3 separate regions of the Mus musculus genome follow, and all the other regions are linked to region 1. The links are chromatin contacts, called in public Hi-C maps. All regions are on one chromosome and are shown on one strand. Each heading gives the region's core, a stretch centred on a gene start, on an enhancer-like site or on the middle of the called end of the contact. The rest is flanking DNA. Distances are from core to core; before and after follow the strand shown.

Region 1 (3,608 bases), core at 399-2,898:
TACCACACTTCCCTGATTGTTAAATTGTTTTATTATTATTATTAAGAGTGTTACAATTACATACAATCCTTTGAGGCTTGTATATGGATGGTGCTTTTATTTAAAACCCTTAAACTTCAAAAAGAATAAAAGATTTTTGAAGGTATTTCTACATAGATACAATTTCCTTTTGAAGATATTTCTACATAGATACCATTTCTTATCATTTGAAGACAAAACAACTCTCATACTATCAGGAGAAAGGGAAGATCCAGATATATTTTGGAACAGATAAATTTTCTCTAATCTTTCTATTTAAAAAATGTGAAGTAGAGTAATCTAGATGCCACAGTATTCAAATCTGCCTTTTAGTTTAGACATATTTTCATTGAAATTGACATGTTTAAAATAACATGCTCAAAAAAAATGAAATGTATCATTCCAAGGCAGTGTTTGGTATTGATATGATCATAACATCTACTGCGAGCTGAACTATAACTGTCTGTCTCTGGTATATGAGCTATAGAAAGCACCACAAGCCCCCCCCCGCCCCTCCCTCCTGCAAACAAGCACTAGACAGCTTAGACAATTTGAGAGAATTCTCATTTAATTTCACTCTACCTTTAACTCAAAATAATGGATAACTTGCAGACATTCTCCAGTTAAAATCCAAGGAAAGTAGTTATTTAACAAGCTGCCCAATCTAGCCACCTGTAACTAAAAATGCGAGCTTTTCTACGCTGGAGGCGCACGTCTACGTAAATCTAGAGTGCAGTAACTCCCATACTTGTGTTTGCTCTTATGTGGTTTTCTGGGAAAGTGTGTCTGATTGCAGGTCTTACTTTGTACTGTTCAGTTCCTCAGCACCCACTCTATGAAGCATCCAGGGATGTCCCCAGCTGGGTGCATCTGGCCTGCCCTGAGCCTCCAGTGTGGTTGCTCTCTTTGCAGGTAAACAGGTGATCCACCCTAACCAGATCGCAGTGGTACAGGAACAGTTTACTCCAACCCCAGAAAAAATTCAGTGGGCTGAAGAGCTGATTGCTGCCTTCAAAGAACACCAGCAGCTGGGAAAGGTAAATGTTTTTGTTGATACCTCGATTTGAGTGGTGCTGGAGTTTAAAATATTACAGACAAGGATGGTTTAAGGAAAACTCATTACATTTGGCAGGAGAAACGGGAAATGTGGAACGGAAATAAAATTTATCAATGAGAAAATTGCGGAAGGTAGACAACTATTCCTTTCCCTAAATATCTCACTAATTGGTCCCCCTGTCTCGTCTTATTTATTTTCTTCATAAGCTGTATTGGCAGTCTCAGAATAGGCTCTGCCGTGTCGTCTTCGACACGGCGCTTGTATGAGAGTGATTTCAGATCAAAGTAGGAGCGCGTTGCAACGAAACAATCACAGTTTGACCACATGGTTCTTGTGGAGAGAAGAAATAAATTTCAAGTTATTTTAATTGGGGGGTGGGGAGGGGTGGGGTAAAAGAAAAAGTCCTAACATCTCCTCGGGTTTAGTCATTTAGGAGTAGGAGGTTGTAGATGGATTTGTACCGATTTCTGGACCCGAGATTTGGAAAGAATGAAAGGCAAATTAACACTGGGTACGGTTGTTCTAATTTAGTGCTTCATTGAGCCTGGCGTTTCCCGCTCTGTGGGTTTCTGCTATGTAAATATTGCGGTGGTAATGCACAATCTGTCTCCACTTTGTGCCAGTAACACTTAAATTAGGTGTCGCCTGAAGGAAGATTTTATGCTAGTTGCAGCATTGTTAGTTAATTATCTTAAAGGTTATTTGCAATAATACCGTTTGCCTCTTTTTCAGAGGGATGGGGGGACGTTGCTTTTATAAATCTGTCCTGGAGATAATCTCACCTCAGCCCGTGACTTCTGTAAGGAATGGAGTTGCCATGCCCTCCACTCAAAACTGCTTAGGAGAGGAAGGGTGCTAAAAGATTAGTAAGGTCCTAGATGTTAAATACTCACCCTTGTGAAAATAAATAAATAAAAACACAGCAGAGAAGCAAAATCTGGTTTTCAGTGGTGGGTCTGTGACACCCATGTGAGAAGTGTCCTTTACATGATCCCTGGCTGCAAGGACACATGAAAGTCCCACGACTTGGACAAATGGGTGACAACATTAAGTAGGTCATTCCCTGTGGATGTCTGCCTTCAACCCTGACCAAGCATACCACCTCCCTCTTCCTCTCCACCCCCTGCTCCACACACGGACTAACCTTTGTACAGACACACGCTTAATATCCAAAGGCAGAATATCTACATAGGAAAGATCCTATTTGGACAATATACCAAATTTACGAAAAATAGGGTTGGTTTGTTTTTTTTTTTTTCATTTCATGTCAATGGTGGCCATCAAAAAATTATCTATTTCACAGAAAAGTAATTTTAAGTTGAAATTGTATTTCACATTTGTTTCTGTATTTCAATCCAAAATGAGGATTGCAGTAAATGAACATATTTACCTAGAAAGAAAAGCTGTGCAATCTTTAATCCACACATGCGAACCCCATCATGTCCTTCCCACATACCTGTATGTATGCAGAAACACACACACACATATACACACACGCACAAGTGTACACACACACACGCGCACACACACACACACACACACACACACATTCACTCTATGTATCCTTTTCCTCTATTCTGCCTTATACCAGCGGACAGTGTGCAAGCAGTAAATGCATATTGAGAGAGTAAACTGAGGCAGCATGTGCTCCCTTGAGATGGATACCTGGCCTTATAAGCAGATGGTAAAGGTTAACCCACACACACACACCTCACCAGCTCCCAAACAAAAGTCAGACCAGAAACACTCCCTTTCTGCCTCTTAAGTTCCTGAATAAAGACTACAAACTGTGCCCCACCCCACCCCACCCCACACACACTTTTTCCATTATATCTCGAAAATATTATTCCTAGGGAAAATTGCCCAGGCCTTTGATAATGGTGATGTAAATGTTAAATCTGGGCTTTTTTTCCCTTTTCATTCTCCAAATAAGAAGTGCCCCTCTTGTTGGGGTATAATTAGGGCATTCGCTTTCACAACAGTGTGGCAGGCCAGCTTTCCTTAACACAGAAGCCGGCATTACCTATTAGGTCATTTCTCCTATGTCCACTTTGTGGAGGTTTGATTTCCAACAGCAAATGGCCCTGGTGCTTTTTGTCCAGAGAGGCTTAAATGACTCAAGTAATGGAGCCTCCGGTGGGGACATATGGTTATTTTATCCAGTTAGCATGATCCTTTCACTGCGCCTATAAACTAGCTGGCCTCAAACATTGGGCCTGCAGGTAGGTGCCTTGGGTCTTGAGGGGCTCGTGTGGTTTAAATAGTGTGTGGGTTATTTTGGCAGAGATCCCCTATAAAAAAAGCTCACGGCAGTAGGAAGTATCACCTCCAACAAACATTTCATCTGTCTTAGTTCAAATGAGTACCATTTATGAAAAATACGAACTCCCGGATATTTTGTCCAAAGCACAGATGACTCCCAAGGCTGGAAAATGGATGGCTTGCGTCCTGGTGAGGTGCTCATGAGTTTCCCCGAGGCCCTATCCCTCTCCTCTGATGAAAATTTCATTTAATTAATTCCTTTAAGTAGAAA
Region 2 (3,277 bases), core at 99-2,598, 490 kb after region 1:
ATGCTAAGCTCTGTAAGTCCTAGTGCAGACTGCAGTGGCCCCCTTTTTGGAGAGCAGGCACTAGGAAACATCTATGGTTGTAACTAGGATGTCTTCTTGGATGGGCCCATGTGCGGCACCAACGAGGCCGGTTCAGACTTTTGACTCTACATACAAACTGCAGGGCCGACAAGAGGCTGTTTTAAGATGGCCTGTGATAATCAGGACAACATCAAAGGTATCCTTAAGAAGTGTAGCTTCTCTCTCTTCTTTTCCTAATCAGAAAGGTCACTTCTGAGTCAGCCATGTTCAACAAGACCTCTCCTGAGGCATCCACTCCTTGTTATTTTTCACTTGTGATTACAATAAGTCATTTATTCCTAAACAGATTTAAGAACAATAAACAAATACAAAAGGGAAAGGAACATCTCATCAATAACAAAGGCTGTGTCTGAAGCACTGAGTTTTGGACTCTTTTACATCTCTTTCCAAGCAAAGCAGGGGCCCTACAGAGAAAGGAATTTAGAAGATATGAAAGTTATAAAAATAGTAAGGGACCCAGTTTTTTGTCAGGATCTGGGCCTCTCAGGAGAAATGGTCTGAAGACAGCCTTAGCTTTGTTCACATTGAGGCTTAGTTGTGAGATAGCTGAAGTATTGGTTCTTAAGCCTATTTGCTGTGGTGAAAAGCTGTTAAATTGTATTCTCAGTATATACTTTTCCTAAATTCATATTTTGAAGTTAAAGAAAACCAGGGGGAAAATAGATCTGAATGCTACAGTGAAAACTAATCCCTGGGGCAGAATGCCAGCTGGTCACGTAGTAGTGACACCCTAGTGATGCTGCTAGAAATGAAACCCGCCTGATGCACACGTACCTCTAGTGCTGCTGGACTTACTGCCCGGTACACACGAGCCTCTAGTGCTGCCGGACTTTCTGTTCCAAGGGAGATAGAGCACAGATACTAAAACTGTGCAATTTGGCCCAATTATGTCCCCCCTTGGTTCCCAAGGATTTAATGAGGGCCTTGGAAGTACAATTCATGGGTGATGCGTAGTCCCTCTGCCCAGGGTGTCGTCAGACTGACAGCAGCCTGCTTTTCCCTTGTCATTTATGACTCAGATGAATTTTAATAGGAGCAAAAAGCTTTTATTTGTGCTGTAATTTCACTTAAGGATCATATCCTTCAGGAACTGGCAGACATTTCTATGTCTTGATTGCAAAACACACACTCAGGAGTAAAGAAACACCCAGAAGATGTTATTATTCAACCTGTCACAGTGTCGAAAATCTGCTTGGAACCTAGGCTATCAAAGCTCTTCTGTGGGGCCTCCCCCACCTGCTTTAAATAGGCCCTGTAAAGAGCCACTTGGAGAGTGCCACTGTCCCCAGGCAGAATCAAAGTGGGAATCAGATTCTGCCTCGGCCTCCCTGCCAGCATGATGCCCACAGGAGGCTTTGAGTTACAGCAGCTTTCCTCCAACAAAATGGAGCTGCCCAGTGGGTGCTGCTTCTGTCCTCCCCAGAGAGACCGGATCTGGTGGGAACCAGAAACCAATTCCCTACCTCAAAGCGTTTTATTTTCTGTTTGGGTAGAGCGAATCGTGGTTCATATATTTATCTGGGATGTTTCCTGTCCAGTAGGTATTGTCTGTATTAGAAATGTTAAGATTGACTTGTTGGCCATCCACCTTTGCTATGCCATGAAAACTGATGTGCCTGGCATTTTCCGTGTTTTACAAATCTTGGTGCTATCATATCTCGGCCCAAAAGATATTCTCATTACATCTTGTCTTTCTACTAGCTGGCTTGTCATATGAGAAAAGGCTACATGGTAATGTGCCTAAAAGGAAAAACATTTTGATGTGAATATAACATTTTATGTCACTGAGAAATATTTGAACGTTAAGGACTTTTCTCTTCTTTTCTCAAAATGAACACTGAAGCCTTTGTCTCTATTTAATAATCTACATGGTGTAGCTGCTTCAGAGGTGTGGGAGGCGTGCGACAGCAATCTGCTGCCATCTACTGGTATGCACTCGGTGTCACTGCCTTTTCCCTGAGGCTGAGGGACTCAAAGGATCTGGTTCCTCTGCTTTGCACTGCTCGATCTCTCACTCACTCGGCAGTGTTCCTCAAGCAAAATCCTTACTGTTTTCCTTTACAAAGTTCTGAGATGGTTTTCTTAAAGATCTGTGATACTTTTTTATATATCACTAATTAATCATGAGTAATTCCTTTAAAAAACCTGTCTCCGTTATGAATAATGTTATGTGGAGGGTTTTAGAATGTTTGACTTTAAAGGATATTATTGTAATTTTAGTTTAAAGCTAAAAGCAGATTTTGAATAAGTGCTGTTTTAGATGATATTCGTCATTTGACCTCTGTTGTGCTTTTTCTCTTTCAAGTACAAAGTGCACATTTTAACCAAGCTTGCTGCAGAGCTGAACAAATTCATGCTTGAAAAAGTGCCCAAGGACACCAGCAGCACTCTGTGCTCCCCGATGCCTGGAGTGGTGGTGGCCGTTTCTGTCAAGCCTGGAGACATGGTAAGAGTACTTCTGTGTGAGGGATATGCTGGGCTCAGACTTCCCCTACAGAACAATGGCACCGACAGGAGCACGCTCCCAGTGGCCTCTTCTAACCCACAGGACGCTCATGGTACAGGTGTGCATTCACTCTGTATACCTACTTCACATCTGAGTTGTGTGGGTGACAGTGCCTCCTCCCAACTTGTGTGTGTGTAGGGGTGGGGGTGTAGGGGCGTGGAATAGAAATGAGGACAGACATTCTCTTCTTTCTCAAATTTGTAAAATTTACATTTACTTTGCATTGTTCCTTATTCCCTGGCCCTCTAGATATGAAGCATGCTTGAGGAATTCATGCCAGAACATATTAACCCTGACAGGGGTTTCTAGTTGCAGGATTTCTGAACTAAATGTCTAACTGGGGAGGAAAATTAAGGAAGCCTTAATCCTATAATCTGTTCAAAATCAGCCCACTGTTGTAAGGTGGAAAGTGAAATTCATAACTGGAAGCTTTATTCTTGACTTTTTAATAGCAGAGCTATATTATATCCCTTATCTGCTCAGTCCCATAACTTGCTGTGGACAAATGTGTAGGATACATACATCTTTCTTTTTCTTTTTCTCTTTCTCTTTCTTTTTCTTCAATCAGCTGCTTAGAAGCAAAAGTAAAAAATGGTTGAAAATGCAACTGGGAGATTCCCAGAGGCCCTTAAGTACTTGTGGAACCACTTTCATGGGCTATGTGCTAATTCTACTGTGAATCTGACTGAA
Region 3 (3,563 bases), core at 482-2,981, 510 kb after region 1:
CAGGATGGATTCCTGGGGCTCATTAGTCATGGCTTCCTTAGACCAGGTAGCACCGATGAAGGTTATATGAAGATTATGGAAGCCCCCTTTGTGTGGGTCTACACTGATGTCACTTGGATGATTGAAGAGTCAGATCCCCATTTTGGGGTCTGCAGACAGGGTGCTGCCTGTGTGGGTCCAAGGACAAGCATGCTATCCCAGTCCCTTTCCCTCCTGACTAGGATGCCCAGCCCTCATTGTTGTGTGTGGGGCTGCCAGACCATCAGCTGATGCCCATGTTTGCCCCTCTATTTTGTGAAGCAAGTTTCCAATTAAGAAAAAGGGACTAAAATAAGTCATGCTTCTCTGCCAGTTGCAGTTAGTGATCAGTCCACCGTGATGCTGAAGGGTGAGTGAGCTTAGTGGAGGGCCAGGGTGCTCAGCCAGCAGCTGCATTTGGTTCTGCAGTTCTCAGAATCCATTTTCTACTTCATTGGGAGGCAGAGGCAGAGTCATGTGCAACTTGCATGTACGCTGACAGATTATCAGATGGAGGTAGATGGTAATTGGTACTTCGTGTCTTCCTAACATTATTTTAAGTGCTGTTTGTATTTGGAAGCAAAGCCTTCTGTCAGGCCTGAGGAACAAATTACTAATGTGTTGGTTCTTCTGAAAGGCTCTTCCCCAAGGGCTGCACCTTCAGGTGGCAGAAATGGGCTAGACTGTCGAGAGCTGGGCACCTATCAACGACATAAAGTCTGAGGGCTCAGCTGTGTCTCCCAGCAAGTTGGTGCTCCTGACTTTGCTGAATTAGAATGAAAAACACTGTCTACCAAGTAAGTACACCAAAAGAAGGACCAAACAGCAACAGCAAACTCGTATTTTAATGGCCATTTTAATAGTTTGTGTGTGATTTGGAAATTGCAAGTGGGGTTGGGGTGGATGGAGCACATAGTTTAAGTACAACATGCTTTCCTTGATGTTTTTACACTGATCCAACCCAATTCAGTATTTCCTGCCATTTCTTTCTAGATTCGACTTCTGAGATGCAACTGCAGCCTAGTCTTTTTAGTCTCAGAAGATGCCATCTTCAGGTTAGAGCAAAGCAAATTTAAAAAAAAAAAAAAAAAAAAAAAAGGCAGTGAGGAGAACCAGGGACCTCAGTCTAGAGTGTTTCCTATCTAGTACCTGCAAGTCCAGGTGCTCCTTAAGACTAAAGCAGTATTAAGTCACATCAGATTAGAGTATATGACAAAAATGTTTTGTCAGCATGCTTTAGAGTTGAACTTGGAACGCTCTGCTTATGCCAGGAAGCTATCTGGTTCCCTCCATCCTGTTGGCGTCTGGGGCACAGCCCTTTATCTGTTTTCCCGGGGGTTGTAGCGTAGCCCATGTGGACCCTCAGAATCATAGCTTTCATGGTAGGGAAGAAACAGCCACTCGGGTGCATAGGTGGCTGTAGTGTACACAAAGCACTGCACACTGTCCCCAGGGTCACCGTCACCCTCCCACTCTAGCACCTGCACCTGCAGGGCTGTGCGCTGGTACATGCTGGGGCAGTCTTCAAAGTCATCCAGGAAACGCAACATCTGCTCGTCCACCTCGTAGATCTCACCTGTCACACAGTGGCCCTTGCCTGGTAGGTACAGCAGCCAAGGTATGTTGTGCTCGCCTGCAATCACCAGTGGGAAGGACTCAACTGTGCAGCCTCGGCCTCGGAAGGCTGCTAAGCCATGTGAATGGTCCAGCATGACTTTGTGGTTGGGTTGGCCGCGCTTCAGGGTGCCATACACGAAGATGTGGGCCATCTGTCTGCAGGCACTCTGGAGGAGAAAGCAGGCAGGCACATGAGCAGATGAAGAGTCTTCTTGGGGAAAGCCTCTGGACTGAGGGTAATACGACCACAGTCCTTCCACTCTGCTGGCCAAGCTCATAAGGAAGAGAAGCCAAAATGTTCTGGTTAAACTTTGCTATGGCACCCAGAAGCTCATGTAGTCTTCACATCATGAAATGCTTTCTCTAGCTATTTAAAAAGCTGAAAGAGGCACTAGGCCAGCCTGCCCTGGAGTTTGAAATCCCAAGCCTAGAGAGAGGAGCACATATTAGTGACTTTAAAAATCTGGGCTGGGGGAGCAAGGTGTAGTGATATACACCTTTAATCCCAGCACTTGGGAGGCTCAGGAAGTGGATCTCTATAATCGTAGAGGAAGAATACTTCCTAGCATGGTAAGCACCATGATGTGTGTATGATGGGAAGATCTTCCCTGTGTTTGTAAGATCGTATAGGTCTGGGCTCAAGTGATCTTCCTGCCTTAGCCTTCTGAGTAGCTGGCATTAGAATACCAGTACACCCAGCAAATGGCCTCAATTGCGATTCTAAGGTAAGAAAAGCAGGCAGGTCAGCCACTCTGCCCCACTAGGACAGACTAATCCAGGTCTCACAAAGACCTCAAGCACAGACCACATATGGAGACAGCTCTTGAGCATCTCAGGTGGAAGGGGCAGGGTCATAATGGGGCTGGAATAGAAAAAACAAACAAACAAACAAACAAAACTCCCACAGCTTTTTCAGCTGGCTACGGTGGGTTTCTATGACAGCCTCTGTTTCAGGAGCACAGGCCTGACCCCATGACTAACCTAACTAACTAACTAAACCTAACTAACTAAACCTTTCACTCAATGCTCTGTCCCAGTGCAAGTCAAGTCACTACCAGGCCCCTGCGGTAACTTCCAAAAACATGCATATCTGAGTGAGCAGCCACACACATAGGTATTCAGCCTAAGAAGAGACTTCTCTGTCAGACAGGAACATCCCAATCAGGGACCAACACCTGCAGGCTGGCCACCTTCTGACACAATTAGCTTTCAGTCTTTTAAGGAGCTTTGAAATCCCCACAACATATATTATGAACAAATACATATAACAAACTGGATCCCCACTTCTGGGACAAAGCAAGGTTTCAGCAACACATTTACATTCCTGTCCCAACACTTAAGACCCAGCAAAACTTCACAGCATCTGTGGGCCCATAGCTTTCTTTCCCAAGATCTTTGAGGGTAAGAACAATTCATGGTGATCTACAGCAGGTACCTTGGCTCCATGTAGAACTAACATTTGCTTAAGACTGGGCTACAGACTTAGGTACCTAAGTGACCTGTGTAAAATGTGGCTTGAGAATGGAAACACAGGAGCAGGTCTTCTCCATACCCTGTCTATGCTCCACTGGCCCTACCAGCAGTGCCTGATGTCAAACTGTGGGACTTTGGGAAGGGGACCTCCCAGGGCAGGGACAGGGAACATGACCTAGTGACCTGCACTGGAGCTGTGCACATAGGACCTGAATGTTTTTTCTCAAGCATGTTCTTATTTTTTGTTGGAACTTAAAATTGCTCTGGGTGTTTTGTGTTGCATGGGTCTCCTGGTCATGCTTCTGTAGAGGTGACCCAGCCTCACCTTTTCTGCAAGCCATCAGAATGTCCCTTCTTCGGTGGACTCCCCAGAGCTTATACAAATCCTCTCCCCCTTGGTGTACAGTGTGGCAGGAAGGGAATTGAGGGACATTGACTTGAGGTGTGCTTTCACT

What was found. Hi-C and Micro-C count contacts between places; a contact is called where the count stands out from the background.
Region 2: a Hi-C map of cerebellum shows a contact between it and region 1, with 7 times the contacts expected there. The contact joins two enhancer-like sites. A contact is called at or near these places in 8 of 39 promoter capture datasets (the C10 cell line, cranial neural crest, embryonic stem cells and 5 more), 2 of 15 datasets of contacts at CTCF or cohesin (large pre-B cells and pro-B cells), 13 of 484 Hi-C or Micro-C datasets (the HPC-7 cell line, brain, cerebellar granule neurons and 7 more), 4 of 115 datasets of contacts at active chromatin or transcription factors (a beta-TC-6 cell line, embryonic basal ganglia, embryonic forebrain and 1 more) and 1 of 9 other capture datasets (embryonic stem cells).
Region 3: a contact with region 1 is called in a Hi-C map of cerebellar granule neurons, with 2.8 times the contacts expected there. The contact joins two enhancer-like sites. A contact is called at or near these places in 8 of 39 promoter capture datasets (the C10 cell line, the HPC-7 cell line, HPC-7-derived erythroid cells and 6 more), 1 of 15 datasets of contacts at CTCF or cohesin (large pre-B cells), 5 of 484 Hi-C or Micro-C datasets (the HPC-7 cell line, bone marrow-derived macrophages, cerebellar granule neurons and 2 more), 2 of 115 datasets of contacts at active chromatin or transcription factors (embryonic basal ganglia and embryonic forebrain) and 1 of 9 other capture datasets (embryonic stem cells).

The regions. Positions count from the first base shown.
Region 1 is chr14:122,383,268-122,386,875 of GRCm38.p6, forward strand. It overlaps Clybl (citrate lyase beta like), which reads left to right. Exons shown (of 8, transcript NM_029556.3): 7 at 931-1,055. The region is part of intron 2 of Gm5089 (predicted gene 5089); the gene reads right to left. Among named protein-coding and RNA genes, the nearest start is that of Gm25464, 3.1 kb to the right of the region's middle. Within about 2 kb of position 1,649, at least 4 of the 459 cell types and tissues checked have an H3K27ac peak or open chromatin away from gene starts, as enhancers often do. A contact at or near this core is called in cerebellar granule neurons and cerebellum, where this site is marked.
Region 2 is chr14:122,874,378-122,877,654 of GRCm38.p6, forward strand. It overlaps Pcca (propionyl-Coenzyme A carboxylase, alpha polypeptide), which reads left to right. Exons shown (of 24, transcript NM_144844.2): 22 at 2,387-2,527. Among named protein-coding and RNA genes, the nearest start is that of Gm46488, 35 kb to the right of the region's middle. Within about 2 kb of position 1,349, at least 23 of the 459 cell types and tissues checked have an H3K27ac peak or open chromatin away from gene starts, as enhancers often do. A contact at or near this core is called in cerebellar granule neurons and cerebellum, where this site is marked.
Region 3 is chr14:122,890,015-122,893,577 of GRCm38.p6, forward strand. It overlaps Ggact (gamma-glutamylamine cyclotransferase), which reads right to left. Exons shown (of 3, transcript NM_145466.2): 3 at 846-1,802. The coding sequence starts at 1,787. The coding sequence ends at 1,338. Among named protein-coding and RNA genes, the nearest start is that of Gm46488, 19 kb to the right of the region's middle. Within about 2 kb of position 1,732, at least 2 of the 459 cell types and tissues checked have an H3K27ac peak or open chromatin away from gene starts, as enhancers often do. A contact at or near this core is called in cerebellar granule neurons, where this site is marked.